2 separate regions of the Sus scrofa genome follow, and region 2 is linked to region 1. The links are chromatin contacts, called in public Hi-C maps. All regions are on one chromosome and are shown on one strand. The core of a region is the stretch at or near the end of the contact, and the rest is flanking DNA. Distances in the headings are between cores, read along the strand shown. Region 1 overlaps C14H12orf49 (UPF0454 protein C12orf49 homolog). Region 2 holds the start of MED13L (mediator of RNA polymerase II transcription subunit 13-like).

What was found. Hi-C and Micro-C count contacts between places; a contact is called where the count stands out from the background.
Region 2: a contact with region 1 is called in a Hi-C map of skeletal muscle, with 4 times the contacts expected there. The contact joins the promoter of MED13L here to the enhancer-like site in region 1. A contact is called at or near these places in 4 of 47 Hi-C or Micro-C datasets (embryonic fibroblasts, heart right ventricle and skeletal muscle) and 2 of 2 datasets of contacts at active chromatin or transcription factors (alveolar macrophages and skeletal muscle).

What each region holds. Positions count from the first base shown.
Region 1 is chr14:36,025,595-36,028,969 of Sscrofa11.1, forward strand. The region is part of intron 5 of C14H12orf49 (UPF0454 protein C12orf49 homolog); the gene reads left to right. Among named protein-coding and RNA genes, the nearest start is that of MED13L, 35 kb to the right of the region's middle. Within about 2 kb of position 1,502, at least 23 of the 83 cell types and tissues checked have an H3K27ac peak or open chromatin away from gene starts, as enhancers often do. A contact at or near this core is called in embryonic fibroblasts and skeletal muscle, where this site is marked.
Region 2 is chr14:36,059,937-36,063,311 of Sscrofa11.1, forward strand. MED13L (mediator of RNA polymerase II transcription subunit 13-like) reads left to right here and starts at 1,898. Exons shown (of 31, transcript XM_021073127.1): 1 at 1,898-1,915. C14H12orf49 (UPF0454 protein C12orf49 homolog) reads left to right here. Exons shown (of 6, transcript XM_013990355.2): 6 at 1,863-1,895. The coding sequence ends at 1,880.

The sequences.
Region 1 (3,375 bases), core at 252-2,751:
CATCCGGTGAGGACACAGCAAGAAGTTGGCGATTTATGAACCACGAAGTGAGCCCTCACCAGACACTGACTCTGCCTTGATCTTGGGTCTCCCAGCCTCCAGAACTGTGTGAAGTACGTGTTTGTTGTTTAAGCCACTTAGTCTATAGGATTTTTGTTACAGCAGCCCAAATGAATTCAAACAAAGGAACCCAGTCTGAGGGGTCAGGGAAGACTTCCATGAAAAATCAGCCTGTAAACTGAGGGCTGGATTAGGAATAAGCTGGGAAAATAGGGTTCCTGGCAGGGGGAATAGCATGAGCAAAGGCTCAGAGGCAGGAGGGAGCTTAGACAGTGGAGGATCTGAAAGAAGATGCTTTGTGTCCAGAGTTCTTTAGCATGGCGTTCTAAGCAGCTGAGCAAACTGGTCAGACCAGGGTCAGACTCCCGTGAATGATCATTGTCCCAGGTGCCCCAAGTCTGCCAAGAGACAGAGCAAGAACAACCCTGCTGGGGACAAGCGCTGCTCCCCAACCCCACTGACTTAAGGCTACAGAGCCATTATGTCGATATATTTCTGTACAGATTTTGTAGTTTATGACACATTCTGGCAACGTTTAGATGCAGTTTCAATGAGCCAGAATGTAGTACTGTAAACCTAAAACTGGATATCCCTTGAAGCTGTTAGAATCTGGCAGGAGACCTGCTCCCAATTACAAGCACGGTTTCCAACTTCACTGTTCTGTCCTCAAAGCATTGAAAACAAAATCCATTTTTAATGAGGGACTACTAAACTCTTTGCATTCTATTAATGGTGCCTTTGGGCTTCCAAGCTCCAGTGTACCTTACTCCCAGGAAACAACCCCCCACTAGCTGGTTTTCCAGGGCAAGGAACTATCGTGGGGATTTTGTGGCTGGTGCAAATATGGCGACCGAATGAATGGGAACTAAGGCATTTTGTTCCCATCCCCCTTGATTCCTATCAACATGTGGCCAGCCAATCAGGGCTGGGTGGGAAGTCAAGATCAAGAGACATTATTTCAGTACGCACACAGTATACACTTGGCTGCCTGACTCCTCATCCCGAGCCTATTACTAATCTTACAAACCACCCATTATCCATTCGGTAACTGGCAAATGTGAACTTGGCCCACGTCAGAGCCGAATGATGAGATCCAAGTCGGAAGAAGTGAGAGAAAGAAGAGAAAGTACAAAGATGAGCCAGACGGTTTTCCAACCTGTGAGAACATGTTGTATTTACCAGGCCGGGTACGAAAGCCAAACTGTTCCCGTTTATCTTCTGCTCGGGGCCTGGGTGATGTTTGGGGCGAACAGGTCAGTGCTCCCCCTCGCTTCCACCTGATGATTGGCGTATTGTTTAGAGACTACGAGAGATGATCTTGTGCTCTGGAGGAAGTTGGCAAGAAAGTTTAATTCTATAAAAAGAAATGAGCGGTCAGGATACGGTTTCCTTTTCTGAGTCAAGGCAGAGAAGGGAGTCAGAAATTCCAACCCAGAGGGTCAGGACGGGCTCCAGGACCTGTTGAATCACATCTGAAACATGTTCCCTATGCTCCTTTCTCCTCCCTGTTCTTACAACTGGCCAACTGGGATTACACAACTCACACTAATTTTATTCCACATGTGGCTGTTTCTTATTAGGAGCCCGTATCTTATTTTTTTCCTGTACCATGTCATCTCCTCCTGATTCAGGTGAAGAATTCCATTTCTTCCTTCTTCTTCTTTTTTTTTTTTTTTTTTGGCTGCTCCTCGGCATAAGGAAGTTCCCAGACCAGGGAATCCAATCTGAGCTGCAGCTGCACTGCAACGGGCTGGGGATCGAACCCTCACCAGTGCAGTGGCTGAGTCACTGCAGAAACGACGCCATTCCCATTCCACCACAGTAGGAACTCCCAGGAATTCCATTTAACAGGGGGATTCTGTTCACACTCTTGGCTGAACTCAAAAAAAAATAAGTGCACTCACACTCTTTCTAAAGGTGAGAACTTTTCTGTGTCTTTTAACCCTATAATCTTTCTTTCATTGCCCAGAGTCTTCGTTGTTTCCCCATCCCGAAGCTCTTGACTCAACAGGAATCGATGGAAAAGTGAACATTTGAGTCAATCAATGGAATGCTTTTCGTCACCCAATACCCAACAACTGTTTCTAAAGGGTTTTATCCCCACCTCCACCCACCCCCACCTACCCCCAACCGGAGTGGTACATTTTCTTTTTAACTGACTTCACCAGATGTTTTGGCGGTGCGTAAACCTGGCTTTCCTGTCTTCCAAGTGGATGAAATAGGATCCAAATCACAGCACGTCACCTCAGCTTCTCCAACCAAGTACTTAATGGTTCTTGAGAATAATGTAAAGATTGAGTTCAGTTTTCTTTAGGCCTTGGGCCTATCGGATCCAGGTGTTGGCGTTTTCTGGCCTTCGCCTCTAAAGGTTTCTAGGGAAACCCCAGATTCATGAGTATGAGTTGATTTCCCCACTGTTACCTTTCTTCAATGCTTTAACTTTTCTGGCCACGCATCAGAAACTGTAAAAGTGCACCCCCCCAAGTCCCCTCAAAGGGTGAACAGCAGGAGTGGCATGCACATGACTCAGCCACATCTGGAAGAAAACTGCTCTGTGACTCCCCTTCAGTGTTTGCAACTCCAGGCCCCCATGAGCCAAAGGGGAAACGGGACCCCTCCATTGGCCTCCAGCCTCCCTCTACCTCCTGCCCTGCTTTGCTTAGAACAAGCCTCAGCATGCCAGGCCACCTTGCCAGGCCTTGCCAAAATCCACGAATGGCACAGAGAGCACATTAACCAGATGGAATGCAACATACATGTAAAGAAATAAGAGCTCTGCCAGGAAAGTTGGCAGCAGCTCTGGAATGCTTTAAACAGTGTGTGTGTGGGTAGAAAGAGTGAGCCCAGAGTCGACGAGGCTGCCTCATTCTCAAGAGCTGTTTCTTTTACAGCCATGACCTGTTTTGCCAGTCAAAATAAATACGGTGTTAAATGCCCCCTTTTACTGGCTCCTGATACCCTGGCAATGCAGTCTGAAATATGACCTGCTCTCATTGGAAAAATGTCCTTTTATTTTTTTTTTATTTTTATTTTTTTTGTCTTTTTGCTATTTCTTTGGGCCGCTCCCGTGGCACATGGAGGTTCCCAGGCTAGGGGTCGAATCAGAGCCCCAGCCACTGACCTACGCCAGAGCCACAGCAACGCGGGATACGAGCCGTGTCTGCAACCTACACCACAGCTCACGGCAACGCCGGATCGTTAACCCACTGAGCAAGGGCAGGGACCGAACCCGAAACCTCATGGTTCCTAGTCGGATTCGTTAACCACTGCGCCACGACGGGAACTCCCGGAAAAATGTCCTTTTAACTGAGTGGA
Region 2 (3,375 bases), core at 648-3,147, 35 kb after region 1:
GTTTCTGATGAGTCTAGTGCCTTGCTGCTTCCTAGTCATCAGTGATGGGTTTTGTTTTGTTTTGTTTCTATCTTCTCTCCTGAGGCTCTCCCATCAACTCCCATTGCTTTCACCATTAAGGACTCTGAAGATCTTTATCAGTCATCTCCATGGTACAGAGAGTCAAAGTGTTTCTTTGCTAGAAATGACCCAGAAGATCACCTGAGCTGCTTTTTCACACAGGAGGAAACTGAGGCCCAGAGAGGTTCAGTGGCTTATCTAAGATAATAGGGTCGCTCAGTGGTGCATCTGAGACTAGAACCCAGTTCCCTTGGGTCCTCATTCTGTACTCATGTTGCCAGGGCAATCGCACACTGCACTTGTAGCCTTTTCCACTCTGGGACCTTAGCTTTGACAGCCAAGAAAAACTCCCCAGATGAAGTTTTTTTCCCCTTTTGTCTTGTGTTGTTTATTTGCTTTTTAATTTACTTTTATGGTGGCATTTGATTATTGTTTTCAATTTTATTGATTGATTTGTGTTATTTATAAATTATTGCACTGAATAGGTAATGGACACATTCGGTTTAAAGCATGCAAAGCGTAGAGTGAAAAGCAGTTTCTCTCTCCACTTTTTTTTTTTTTTTGTCTTTTTTTTTAGTCTTTCCTAGGGCCGCACCCATAGCATGTGGAGATTCCCAGGCTAGGGGTCCAATTGGAGCTGTAGCCGCCAGCCTACGCCACGGCCACAGCAACGCGGGTTCTGAGCCACATCTGTGACCACAGCTCACGGCAACGCCAGATCCTTAACCCACTGAGCAAGGCCAGGGATCGAACCTGCAACCTCATGGTTCCTAGTCAGGTTCGTTAACCACTAAGCCACGACGGGAACTTCTCTCCCCACTTTGACTCCCCAACCCCAGAGGCAACTGATGTTACCATTGTTTCATGCAACCTTCCAGGGATATCTCAATCAATAATTTCTTTTTGAGGTTATTCTATGTCAGTACACATAGAGCAAACTCATTATTTTTAATGGCTGCATTGGATTATACTGTTAACTACTCCCCGCATGATGGACATGTAAGTTGCTTCCAGTGTTTGTCCAACAAACAGTACTATAGTTTACATCTTTGCACTGCATGTCTATGTTATACACCTGGGCAAGAATCTTTGTGGGATAAACTCCTAAAAGTAACATTGCTGGGTCAAAGGGAATGCTCATTATAAATTCTGATGTTTTCCAAATTGATGCCCAAAGCTGTGGCGCTAATTTATATTCCCTCTGGCAGTGTGTGAGAGTTCTACTTCCCTTCACAGTTGCTTAAGCTTTTAAAATATTGTCAATACTTATTATGATTTTAATTTCTGTTTTTCTTATGATGAGTGTCTTAGTCTGCTTGTTGGGCTGCTCTAACAAATTACCATGGACTGGGTGGCTAAACAAGGAAAATTTATTTCTCACAGTTCTGGAGGTGGGGAAGTCCAAAATCAAGGTGCTAGCCAATTTAGTTCCTGGTAAGAACCCTCCTCTGGTTATGTCTTCAAAGGGGGCTGGGTGGGAGTGGCAAGAGAGAGGGAAAGGGAGAGGGTAGAAGAGAAGGAGAGAGAGAGTAATTGAGGGCTTGAAGTCTTTTCGTTTTGTCTTACACCATGCACTAATCCAATCATGAGGGCTACACCCTTGTGACCTAATTACTTGCCAAGGTTCTATCTTCAAATACCATCACACTGGGAATTAAAGTTTCAACATATGAATTTTAGAGGGACACATACATTCTGTCAATAGCAGCAAGTGAGACTGAGCATCTTTTTTATATTTTTAAAAGCCATGTGTCTTTCCTATTCTCTAAACTATTAATGTCCTTTTCTCATTTTCCTCTTAGGTTGCTTTGGGAGTCTAAAGAGATTTGCTGAAGAATGAGAACTGGGTGACCAGGTGTGTAGGATGAAGGTCTCCTGGGATATAAATATGTCTGGATATGATGGACCATCACAATGATTGCTCAGGCTCAAGTAACACCATGCATGTCGATACAGTGCTTTGACATTTCTTTTTTCCAAACGTTTTCACCAACAGTATCTTAATAGAAATGTGCAGTGGACTGAGGTCAGTGGGTCAGCAACTGGGACCCCTTTTGGACAGGTTGGGAAATGAGGCTCAGAGAGTTAAACTATGGTGATCAAAGTAATACAACTAGGGTTGCCAAAGCAATCTACAGGCATCTGCCCACAGAACCGTGTGGATACAGGCTTGGGCTCTGGAGCCAGATAGACCTGGGTTTGAGCCATTCACTAACTGGAGAGCTTAGAGATATCACTGTGCTTCTGAGGTTTGACCTAGAGTCTAAGGATAATAACAGTATCTTCTTTATGTGGTTGTTCAGAGGACTATGTGAAATAAGGTAGGCACACTCATTATAACATAGTGTCAGTGGGTTATAACATAGTGTTGGCCATGATAGTACACATTATAACATGCTGCTCATGGGTTTTGCTTTAGCAGTTACTTGTAGTAGTTCCTAAAGCTCAATTCACATGTCTAACACTTCTCTCCTTTTGTTACACTCCATCTTTCTCCTGTTTTCCACTCTTCCTCTCTTTTAGTCCAATCTACACGGCTCTTCCACGTTCGAGGGCTTGTTAATGAAGAAGTTATCTTCTCTCCTCCTTTGCATCGAGGTCAAGCCTTGAGGGCTGGAAAAGAGCCTCCCTATGGTGGCATTCCTCTGTACTCCCATACTGGAAATGTTGGTTACTGATTGAATGCTGGAGGGAAGGTCTGCTCCCAACACAGCCCTAGTAAAGTGCCTGGGAGTTAAAAAAAAAAAAAAAAAATTTCTGGCACAAAGCAGGAGATTAGAAAGCATTTATGCAATGAATGAACGCATGCTCACAGTGCCTAGGAGTAAGGGTTCAAAAGGCATTTCTGCATTTCTTAGTGCCTGGTATTCAGTAAGCGCTCCTGGGCGAGGGTAATAAACCTTAGTGCAAGAGCTTAGCTTCCCTGTGCATGGGTGCAGGGGTTTGAATCCCATCTCCTCCTCTTCCCAGCTGTGGGCAAGTGACTTAATCTCTTTGTGCTTCAGTTTTCTCATTTGCAAAACACGGACGACAGAGTGAAACCTTGAGACACGTGGACATGCTGTCTGGCCAACAGCGAGCCCCACCACCCAGTCGCCCAGGCCGTCAGAGGCACAGGTTAGGGGCCCCAGCTCTCCGCGGCCACTGCCACAGGCATTCCGGGGGTGAGGTAGCGCCGCGTAAAGATCCTAGCACCCGAGGGGGCGGGGCGCGGCGCCCAAGCGGGGCAGCGCACAGCAGCCTGAGGCCGCTCGCCCGGCCGCTGCCAGCCCGGCAGCCGCGCCGCCCGCACTTCTTTCTCTCCCTCCCCGTCTT